2 separate regions of the Mus musculus genome follow, and region 2 is linked to region 1. A link is a contact called in public ChIA-PET data. All regions are on one chromosome and are shown on one strand. The core of a region is the stretch at or near the end of the contact, and the rest is flanking DNA. Distances in the headings are between cores, read along the strand shown. Region 1 has its middle 40 kb from the start of Gm572. Region 2 overlaps Casz1 (castor zinc finger 1).

The links. ChIA-PET counts read pairs in DNA pulled down with a chosen protein or histone mark.
Region 2: an RNA polymerase II ChIA-PET map of memory CD8 T cells shows a contact between it and region 1, with 12 read pairs. The contact joins two enhancer-like sites. A contact is called at or near these places in 7 of 39 promoter capture datasets (the C10 cell line, cranial neural crest, embryonic stem cells and 4 more), 1 of 484 Hi-C or Micro-C datasets (embryonic stem cells), 9 of 115 datasets of contacts at active chromatin or transcription factors (acute myeloid leukemia, embryonic basal ganglia, embryonic stem cells and 2 more) and 1 of 9 other capture datasets (adipose tissue).

The regions. Positions count from the first base shown.
Region 1 is chr4:148,680,395-148,685,247 of GRCm38.p6, forward strand. No RefSeq gene overlaps it. Among named protein-coding and RNA genes, the nearest start is that of Gm572, 40 kb to the left of the region's middle. Within about 2 kb of position 3,422, at least 65 of the 459 cell types and tissues checked have an H3K27ac peak or open chromatin away from gene starts, as enhancers often do. A contact at or near this core is called in memory CD8 T cells, where this site is marked.
Region 2 is chr4:148,938,598-148,943,237 of GRCm38.p6, forward strand. Casz1 (castor zinc finger 1) reads left to right here. Exons shown (of 21, transcript NM_001159344.1): 11 at 1-725; 12 at 2,685-2,817; 13 at 3,070-3,133; 14 at 4,306-4,460; 15 at 4,606-4,640. Among named protein-coding and RNA genes, the nearest start is that of Gm13205, 11 kb to the right of the region's middle. Within about 2 kb of position 2,209, at least 189 of the 459 cell types and tissues checked have an H3K27ac peak or open chromatin away from gene starts, as enhancers often do. A contact at or near this core is called in memory CD8 T cells, where this site is marked.

The DNA of each region.
Region 1 (4,853 bases), core at 2,172-4,671:
CTTTTTCCTCTTTGGAGACCCAGGGTGAGCCATTCCACACCCCAGCACTGTGCCCTTCAGAGTGAGGTCCCCAGCCAGCAATGCCTACATTCCCTGGGAATTCACTAGAAACACAAATCACTAGGGTGGTTTTGTTTTTGTTTTGTTTTGAGACAGGGTGTCATGTAGCCCAGGCTGCCCTGGAACCCTCTGTGTAGCCAAGGCTGACCTTGAATTTCTGATCTTCCAGTTTTCCTTCTCTCAGTTAAAGAGATTACAGCCAAGTCCCACCCTGCTCAGTTTAGATATGCAAATTATTAAACTTGGAATGTCCCTCAGTTACCAAAGTCTAGCTGGGCCACTGCATTATCTTAACGAATGAATTGGACCACACCCCAGATGACAGATCAAGAAATTCAGTCAGTGAGGCCTGATAGTTTGCATTCTAACAAGACTTCCTGTGGATTCAGGAGGTGCTCCATTGCACACAAGAAAACAACTGCTAGGGAGAGAGAGAGAGAGAGAGAGAGAGAGAGAGAGAGAGAGAGAGAGAGAGAGAGAGAGAGAGAGAGAGAGAGAGAGAGAGAGAGGAGACTGGTACTCCCTAAGTCAAAGAACTCCTTTGCCTCTAAAATAAAGGCTACATTCTGTTTCAAAGTCTTGCCACCACCATCTGCCCACTGTAAGCAGGACCACCCCTTTGAGGAAGAAAGAAACGATTGTTTCCATTTTATGGATGCAGAAACTGAGGCTCACAGCCTGATCCAAGGTCACATAGATAGCTGGAAAATAGTAACTCAAGGTCTTCATATTCTTAGGCAAGGAATCCTTCCAGCACACCTTGAGTCTTCAGAATTCCTTTAGACCAAAGAAACAAACCCAGGTCCTATTGGCCAGGAAGGAGATCTGCCTTCCAGCTTTCTGCCCAATTTCCAGTTGCAATCACAAGAGAGAGCATCCAGGAAGCATAAATTTTGCCTGGCAGTTGAGTAAGAGCTCTGAAAGGAGTTACACGTCAGGGAGATGGGACTTTATTTCTCAATGAAATAGCCTTTTTATGGCTGGAATAAAAGTGCCAGGGGAGCCTAATGCCAGGAAGCAGAAAGCACATTTGATAAACTCCTCCAGCCAGGGCGGGGCTGCATGGGAACTCACCGCAGAGTTCCCCACGACACCAGTGCATGCTTCTCTGTAGATCCGAGTCCTGCCTGGGAGAGATCTTGGTTAAAGGTGGTGGTGGGGTCGTGGGCGGCGGTCCTCGTGGCCCTTCTAGATGGAGAATGGCTGACACTGGACCCCAGAGCCTGAAGCTGGGTCTCCAGTTAAAAGTGGAGCTGCAATGTAAAGAGCAGCCAGCAGGGGGCAGCATAACACACTGTTCCAGCCTGACCTGGGGCTGCTACAAGGGTTGGGGGCTTAGGGGTGGGGGGGCCTCTGGGGTACAACCCTCAGAAGAGGTCAGCGGTAACTCTCTCCCTAGGAAGTCTTCCTCCTCCTTTCAGCTTTTCTCTTCAGCCTTTTCCTATCAAAGAACAGTTCCCCATAAGGTGGGGTAGGGTTTCCCTCCCCTGTCTTGCCCACTCTCTGGCTGTCTTCTTAAGCTTCGACAAGTTTATCTTTGGACTTGACTAACCCATTGATTTCCTCCCAATGGGGTCTTTCAGATAGTCTTAGTGTAACTACGTGCAAATGGGCAGAGTTTGTAGGTTTTGGGGGCACCACCTTCATAGTCCCGGGGCGGCGGTGGGGAGGGTGGGGGCGCGAGAAAATCCTGAAGGGCAAAGGCAGCAGGGAAATCTCCTTTCTGAGTGTGTGTGATTGGCAGGTTTACGGCCTCAGGAAGGTGCGTGGTATTCCGCACAATCAAGTCATTTTTAAAAATAATCTCCCTGCTTAGGTCGAACATGCTGCTAATTGCATTTTAATAAGTCTCTTAAAATCTTGCCATATTTTTTAATATCCTAATATTAGGTAAGTGATTGCGGGGGACACTGGAGGGCACGGGGAGTTTATGTAACAGAGGGAGGACTCTAGAGAAGCTGGGGGCTGGGGGTGGCTGCCAAGTGGCCTGTGGTGTGTGTCCCAGAAGGGTGTCTGCATTTATGTGTGTGTGGAATACAGGGGGCATGAGTGCGTGTCCGCCCAGAGTGTATCCGGGGTATGCATCCTCAAAACTGGCAGTGCTTGAGTGTCTTTCTTTGGCCACTAAATCAAGAATCTACGAAGGAGGCAGATTGAGCCCCCCCAAACTGGAGCACCAGAGTCTGAAAAGACCCCTGACCAGCTTGTCTTTCCCAAGACCAACCCCCCTGGGCTAAGAGAGGGGCCACTTAGCGAGACAGAGAACCCAAGCCGCAGGCTTGTGAGGCCAGCCCCAGACTCTGGCTGTGCCAGCAGGACCTAGCATCCCAGACTACTGCTCTAACTCTGCCCTGCTCAATAATGTGAGAAGCACTGGTGGGCAGTTCCCCTGGGGAGCTCCCCACACACCTGGCATTTTTCGCTGACCGCTTTCCCCTAAGTGGCCCTATAGGGTGGGTTGGAGTGGACTCAGCTGAGAAATGGCAGAGATGACGATTGAATCTACCGTCAGCTCCTGTGGTTAGTGGAGACAGATTCACTGACTCTCTCTCTCTCTCTCTCTCTCTCACACACACACACACACACACACACACATACACACACACACACACACACACACGTAAGCATGCACATATATGTGCGTGAATGCAGGTGTCGGTGGAGGCCAGAGGCATCAGATAAACTGGATGTGGAGTTAAAGCAGTAAGCTATAAGGCACCTGCTGTGGGTGCTAGGGATTGAACTTGGGTCCTTTGGGAGACCAACCTGTGAGCTCTTAACCACTGTGCCATCTCTTTAGGTTCCCCTCCTTTTTACTGACCTGAGCCATCTCCACAGCCCCTGGCAGAGAGGCTCATCCTGTCTGGTCAGGAGGGTGAGCTGGGGCTCCAGGGACTTCCTGCACAGCCAAGCATCCAGGCCTCTGGACACCAAGTGAGACAGCAGAGGAGACTGGCAGAAGCTGGGGAGCTGGCCTGGCCATAGCATGACCCCTGAACTGCCTGTTACTACAGACCAGGCTCCTCAGACCAAAGTCCATGTCTACCCTACTCAGTCTCTGGAAGTCAGAGGCCTGGAAGGATTCTGCTGGGGTCACGGGGCCAAGCCTATCAGCTATTCTTTGGACTAGTGGGGGTTCCTGGATGCCTCTACTGGCCCTGGCCATCCTCCTGCCTCCTCCTCCTTATCCACACCACCAGCCCGGGTGGGAGGCACATGTTGAGCGATCTTCTGAACAGGAAGTCAGCGTCCAGGTCGGCCCGAGTCCCTTTTCATGTGGTTTCTTTAATCCCCCGGGCTGGGTTTCAGAAGCGTTTTATAGTTTCAGTTTTACAAAGCTACGCTCCCTTTAATGTTAGCGTGTTCAAGAGGTGGGGGGAGAGGGCTTCAGTCAAAACATGTGTGCTCTACACCAGCCAGCTGCGGGGCCATGCAGCCCAGGGAGGAGAGCCGGCAATATGGCCTCCAGGCTCCTAACGTGGGGCCTGGATGGATGGGGAATGCCATCCACTGGCCTCTCTCGCAAGCTCATGCTTACCTGTTCCTGGTCCTCACCATGGTCGGTGGTGCCAGAATCCCAACTTCCTTCCCATCTGGTGCTTCATTTGGGCAGGAGGATGCTGGCTTTTGCTTTCACACCTGGGTCTTACCCACCAACATACTGGGTGGCTATTCACTTAGTGTCTTCCCCTTACATAGACACGACCTAAGCAGATATAGCCAGGAAATGGTTCGTTTGACATGTCAGTTATATCTGAATGGTCTACACACATATACACACACACACACACACCTCAAATATATAACTTTATTTTCTTTTTTTTTTTTCCGGGACAGGGTTTCCCTGGCTGTTCTGGAATTCACTTTGTAAACCAAGCTGGTTTCGAACATCAACCACATAGATCCGCCTGCCTCTGCCTCTCAAGTTCTGGGATTAAAGGTGTGGGCCACCACACCTGGCACAAATATATATAACTTTTAAATGAAAAGAAAAATGTAAAATTATACCATTGCCATGCATGTTCCGGGGAAGTCAGGACAAATATGCCTCCTTCTCTGGAAAAGAATTTTTTTTTTTTTTTTAGGTTTTCAAGACAGGGTTTCTCTGTGTAGCCCTGGCTGTCCTGGAACTCACTCTGTAGACCAGGCTGGCCTCGAACTCAGAAATCCGCCTGCCTTGCCTCCTTAGTGTTAGGATTATAGGCATGCATAACCACTGCCTGGCTTAAATTCGACCTTTAAAAAATTACATTTATTTATTTATTTGTTGCAGGGAGGGGAGCATGTGTGTGCCATGGCACAGAAGCAGAGGCCATCTTGCAGGAGTCAGGTCTCTCTTTCCATCAGGTGGGACCCAAGGAGTCATGACATCAGCCTTGGAGGCAAGTACCTGTACCCTCTGAGCCATCCCCCACCCCCACCCCCCACCCCCCGCCTGAAGGAGACAGTCTAGCCTTTGACACTGCGTCGTCGTCATCATCGTCGTCGTCGAGGGTTGTGCAATATGATTTTGTGTTGGGGCTCCATCTGAAGTAATCCTGGGGTGTATGAAGCCCTGTGCATTTGCCACATCTGGTAGAGGCATCTATCTTGGGAGGATGTCAAGTGTGTTCCCTACCTGCAGGGTCTATCTGCAAGGCTACCGCTCTTCTTCCTGGGCTAACCCTGAGTACAGGGAGGAGAAGGACCAGGCTTCCTGGAAGTGAATTGGGTGGAGAGAACAGACTTCGGAGTTACCGAGTCCTGGCTTACATCCCTGTTGTGCTTTCTCCTCAGAGTGCTGCCATGGGTGA
Region 2 (4,640 bases), core at 959-3,458, 260 kb after region 1:
CAAATACGAGGGCTGCATGTACAGCAAGGCCACCAACCATTTCCACTGCATCCGCGCCGGCTGCGGCTTCACCTTCACCTCCACCAGCCAGATGACCTCACACAAGCGCAAGCACGAGCGGCGGCACATCCGGTCCTCGGGGGCCCTGGGGCTGCCGGCCTCCCTGCTGGGCGCCAAGGACACGGAGCACGAGGAATCCAGCAACGATGACCTCGTGGACTTCTCTGCCCTGAGCAGCAAGAACTCCAGCCTGAGCGCCTCCCCCACCAGCCAGCAATCGTCCGCATCCCTGGCCGCTGCGGCTGCCGCCACCACTGCTGAGGCCATCCCCAGTGCCACCAAGCCTCCCAATAGCAAGATGGCAGGCCTGCTGCCCCAGGGCCTGTCTGGTTCCATCCCCTTAGCACTGGCCCTCTCTAACTCAGGCCTGCCCACCACCACACCCTATTTCCCTCTGCTTCCTAACCGTGGGAGCGCCTCATTGCCTGTGGGATCTCCAGGGCTCCTGGGCTCCATGTCCTCTGGGGCCACAACCTCAGCAACCCCTGACATGCCGGCCCTGATGGCTTCCAGAGCTGGAGACTCGGCCCCCACGGCTGCCACCTCTCTCTCGGTGCCCCCTGCCTCCATCATTGAGAGAATCTCTGCAAGCAAAGGCCTCATCTCACCCATGATGGCTAGACTGGCTGCGGCCGCCCTCAAGCCCTCTGCCACCTTTGACCCAGGTGAGCAGGCTGGGCCTTGCCCAGTGAGCAAGCACACTGGGAAACTGGCAACTCCCGGGCCTGAGACTGAAGAACATGGGGCAGGCTGGGAAGTGTCTGCCCAGCCCCCACACCTGCAGCCCCCACGTAGCAGCCCCTTCCTGCTTGGTCTCTGTCTCCATCCTGTCGATTTGTTTGCCCTTTGGGGGTGGGGGTCCCTCATTTTGGCCATGCACCCAGGGACTCACTCCTCTGTATGTGGAGCTGGTGAGTGGTTCCTGTCTCTGAGCACCTGGGTGGCCTAATGGCGCCAGGTCTCACTGGTTCTGTCACCAGTGAGTCCCTGAGCAGAGTCCTCCAAGGCCACCTCTTCTCTCCGCTCTTCTCTAGCTGACACAGAGTGACACATGAGCTCAGGGAATGGGTGTTCGCATCCCACGCCTGTATAGGACGACTCTCAGGCTCTCTCCCTCGTCCTCCTTTCTCTTTCTCCTCTCTCCTTCCCTTTCCTTTGGGAATTTTCTTTCTCCTCTCTCCTGTTTTCCCTGCCCATCTTCCTCGGGGGGTAGTGGGTGCTATTTGGATTCCTAGAAAGAGTTCAGCTCACACCGTGGATGTGGCTCCTTTAATTCCTCCAAACCACTGGTTTGCCCAGAGGAGCTTGCTGGCTACGTGCTGGGCTGGATGCTGAGGAGAGACAGAAGCCCCACCCTGTGGAGCAGGTGGGACAGGGACAGAGAGCCATATCCTTAGCAGCCTGGCTGCCCAGCCTTCATGCTCCACTCCCATCCAAAACCATCTCAGAACCAGCCAAGACCAAGGGTCTCTTGCACCCACATGGGGCTCCTGTCCCAACTCTTGGGGATGCTAGGCTGGGCTTTTTCTCTGGAGCCTAGAATAGGTGACTGCAGGTGACTGTAGTGTGGATTCCTGAAGGCTAGAAGTCCTCTTGGTTCATGAGAGGCACGTGACCCCTTTGGGACCCCTGTCTTCCACTTCAAGGGTGGGGGGAACTTTTGTAGCTATGCTCACTCCTCCAGCCAGGGGCTTTCAGGGAGAGCCACGGAAGTCTCTGCTACCAGACTGCCAAGTTACTCTTTTACCCCAGAAGCACCTCTCCTCCTCGTCCCCCCCAAAAGAAAGGTCAGATAAAGGGGAAGGAAGCTGTTTCCCTTCATCTTTAATAAAATGTCACTTGCTTCTGTGGTGCAGCTCTCTGTAAGCTGTAGTGCCTTGGGGCAAATTAATATTTCAGTCACTTGGGGATTATGGGGAGCAAGGCTCACTGGACGCCATCCTGTCAGCAACTTCCTTTGGCCCTGCCCTGTCAGCCTCCTGTGGCCTCTTCCCACCAAGCTCCCCCTCGTACCCAGTCAGGCATCCAAGGCGGGCCTGCAGTCGCTGCCCTGGACAGCTTGAAAGACGGCTGAGGTCGCATAGGTTGAACCACCCTGATTGGCCCGTCAGCCTTGATAGCCCTGACACAGCACATGCCCTCCGCGGGCATGCTCAGTGCAGACAGGGCCGTCGCCTCGGCAACAGTGGGCAGGGACTACGGAGGGGCCGCTCCCAGTCCAGATCTGCCACTTCCCCTCAGCATTAACAGAGTCTTTAATAAAAGCTTAAGCGGCAGCCCCGCAAATCGACTGTGACAGTTGGTGGTGGAAATGAAGGGCCCCCTGTCCCCGCCCAGGCCCCCTCCCCAGCCACCCGCTCTCCTCCTCCAGGAGGCCCTAAGCCAGGACAACTTTGACATAATTTTGCAATAATTATCACTTGAAGAATTGCCACACAGGGGTACACGTCGCAAGTGATCTCGTCAGCCGGAAGAGCCGCTGACCAGCAGCCAGTGCTCCTGGGGCCCCCTGCCTGTTCGGCCCACTGCCCGCCCTTTGGGTGTAAAGGAACGAGGGTACTAGATTTTGTGCCCGTGTTAAACCTGAGCCCCTCTGATCCCATCTTCCCTCCCCTCACCTGCAGGAAGTGGGCAGCAGCCCACCCCCACCAAGTTCCCCCAGGCCCAGGTGAAGCAGGAGCCTGACAGTGCTGGCACCCCAGGTCCCCACGAGGCCTCCCAAGACCGCAGTCTAGACCTGACCGTGAAGGATCCCAGGTGAGGCAAGGCCAGAGAAACCCCTGCAGATGCTGGCCTGGGCCCCAGAGAGGTGGTCTGCGCCTCTTAGTCTCAGCCAGCCCTGGGAACCAAGCCGAGCTCACCCTCCCGGCCAGGGTTCACTCTGCCACCGAGCAGTCACAGCAGAGAGTGGAAATCTCAGAGCCCTGGGCTGGCTGACTGGGAGGGAAGGGCCTCTGGGCCTGGGCCCACGGATGTCTGAGTTGAAGGCCCTTGGTTTGTGTGTTCCAGTAATGAATCAAATGGCCACGCAGTCTCGGCAAATTCATCTCTTTTATCCTCGCTTATGAATAAGGTAAGAACCATCCATCACACGCCTCCCGTTCCCCCACCCAGAGAAATTAAAGCCGTGCTGGGGGGCTGGGGGGATGTGTTTGTTTTTTAATGTTTTCCCTCTAATAAGATGAGTTTGTACCATTTAAATTTTGAGGCCATTTTTCATCGAATATAATTTCAGAGCCACTGCTTACAAATTAATTTAATGAACTGGCTGAAGAAATATATTTCAGCCTCTGACACCCTTTTTTCCCCCCTTCGGATAGTGGGCTCCAAAAGCTTTTCCAGAACCCTCTAACTTCTCTGGCCCTCAGTTATTAATGTTATTTATTTATTTTGTATATTTTTTTGTTTGTTTAAAAAGGGGTGGGGGAGGGGAAGGCCAAAGTGGGAGCAAAGCATCAATTTCCACTTTTCGGCTTGAGTAATGCTCTCGGACGCCTTCCGGAGAGGTCGCTCCAGAACATTTATTTTAAATAATGCAGGGTCTTTGTGAATTATACATCATCTCAAATATATTTTCCCCTTCACATGATAAATTTGACTGCAGCAAGATTAATTTGGTTACTGTACACAAGTGACTGGGTTGAAGAGGGAGCTGGGTCTGGGGTGGACCTCGTGCGGTGGGTGGGTTCCAGCTGGGTACCATTGGTGCCGCAGCCCCAGCTGCTGGTGCCCTGATGCCTTGCTGCCCGCCCTTTCCTGGTTACTCTCTTGCTGTCCTTTGCCCTCCTCTGGTCCCTACCCCGTGCTCCCTCACGTTCCACGTTAGCAGTAACAGTGAACCTGCTTGCTCTTACCCTGTGAAAATGTCTTGTCCTCCTTTGCGTGGCCTTTATCTTCAAGAAATTCACAGGGGTCCCACACACACACTGACCCTCCGCTCGGGTTTCTTATGAATACCTTCTGGTAGGAGAATGATCAGGGAGCGGCAAGGTCTAGGGCAAGGTGGGCTGCAGTGTGCACCCAGAGCAGAGGCCTCAGCTTAAATGATGGCTCCAGCTGCAGGCTGGTCCTTTACCTGAGGCCCTGCCTCCAGGGGACCAGAGCCACAGTCTTTTGGCCTCCTTTCTAGCCAAGGCTAAAGAGGGTGTGTGTTCTCTGCTCTCAGCAGGGCAGGGCTCAGAGGTGTTGTCTGTCGGGGGTGGGGGGTGGGGGTTCCCCAAGCTCCAAGCTCTCCTCTCTTTGTAGATGTCTCAGGGCAACCCCAGCCTCGAAAGCTTCCTGAGCATCAAGACAGAAGCGGAGGGGAGCCCCGCCGGGGAGCCCTCGCCTTTCTTGGGCAAGGCCGTGAAGGCACTAGTTCAAGAGAAGCTGTCAGAGCCTTGGAAGGTGTATCTCCGCAGGTGAGGGCTTTACTGAGAACAGGGTGGGGGTGGGGGCGGGGAGGGGGGGGAAGCAAAGGACAGAGGGTCTTGCTCTCATCCACCCTGGTGGCCAAGGCCCCACCTCTGACTGAGATAATCTAACTGTTGATCTCTTTCTAACCAGGTTTGGTACCAAGGACTTCTGTGATGCCCAGTGTG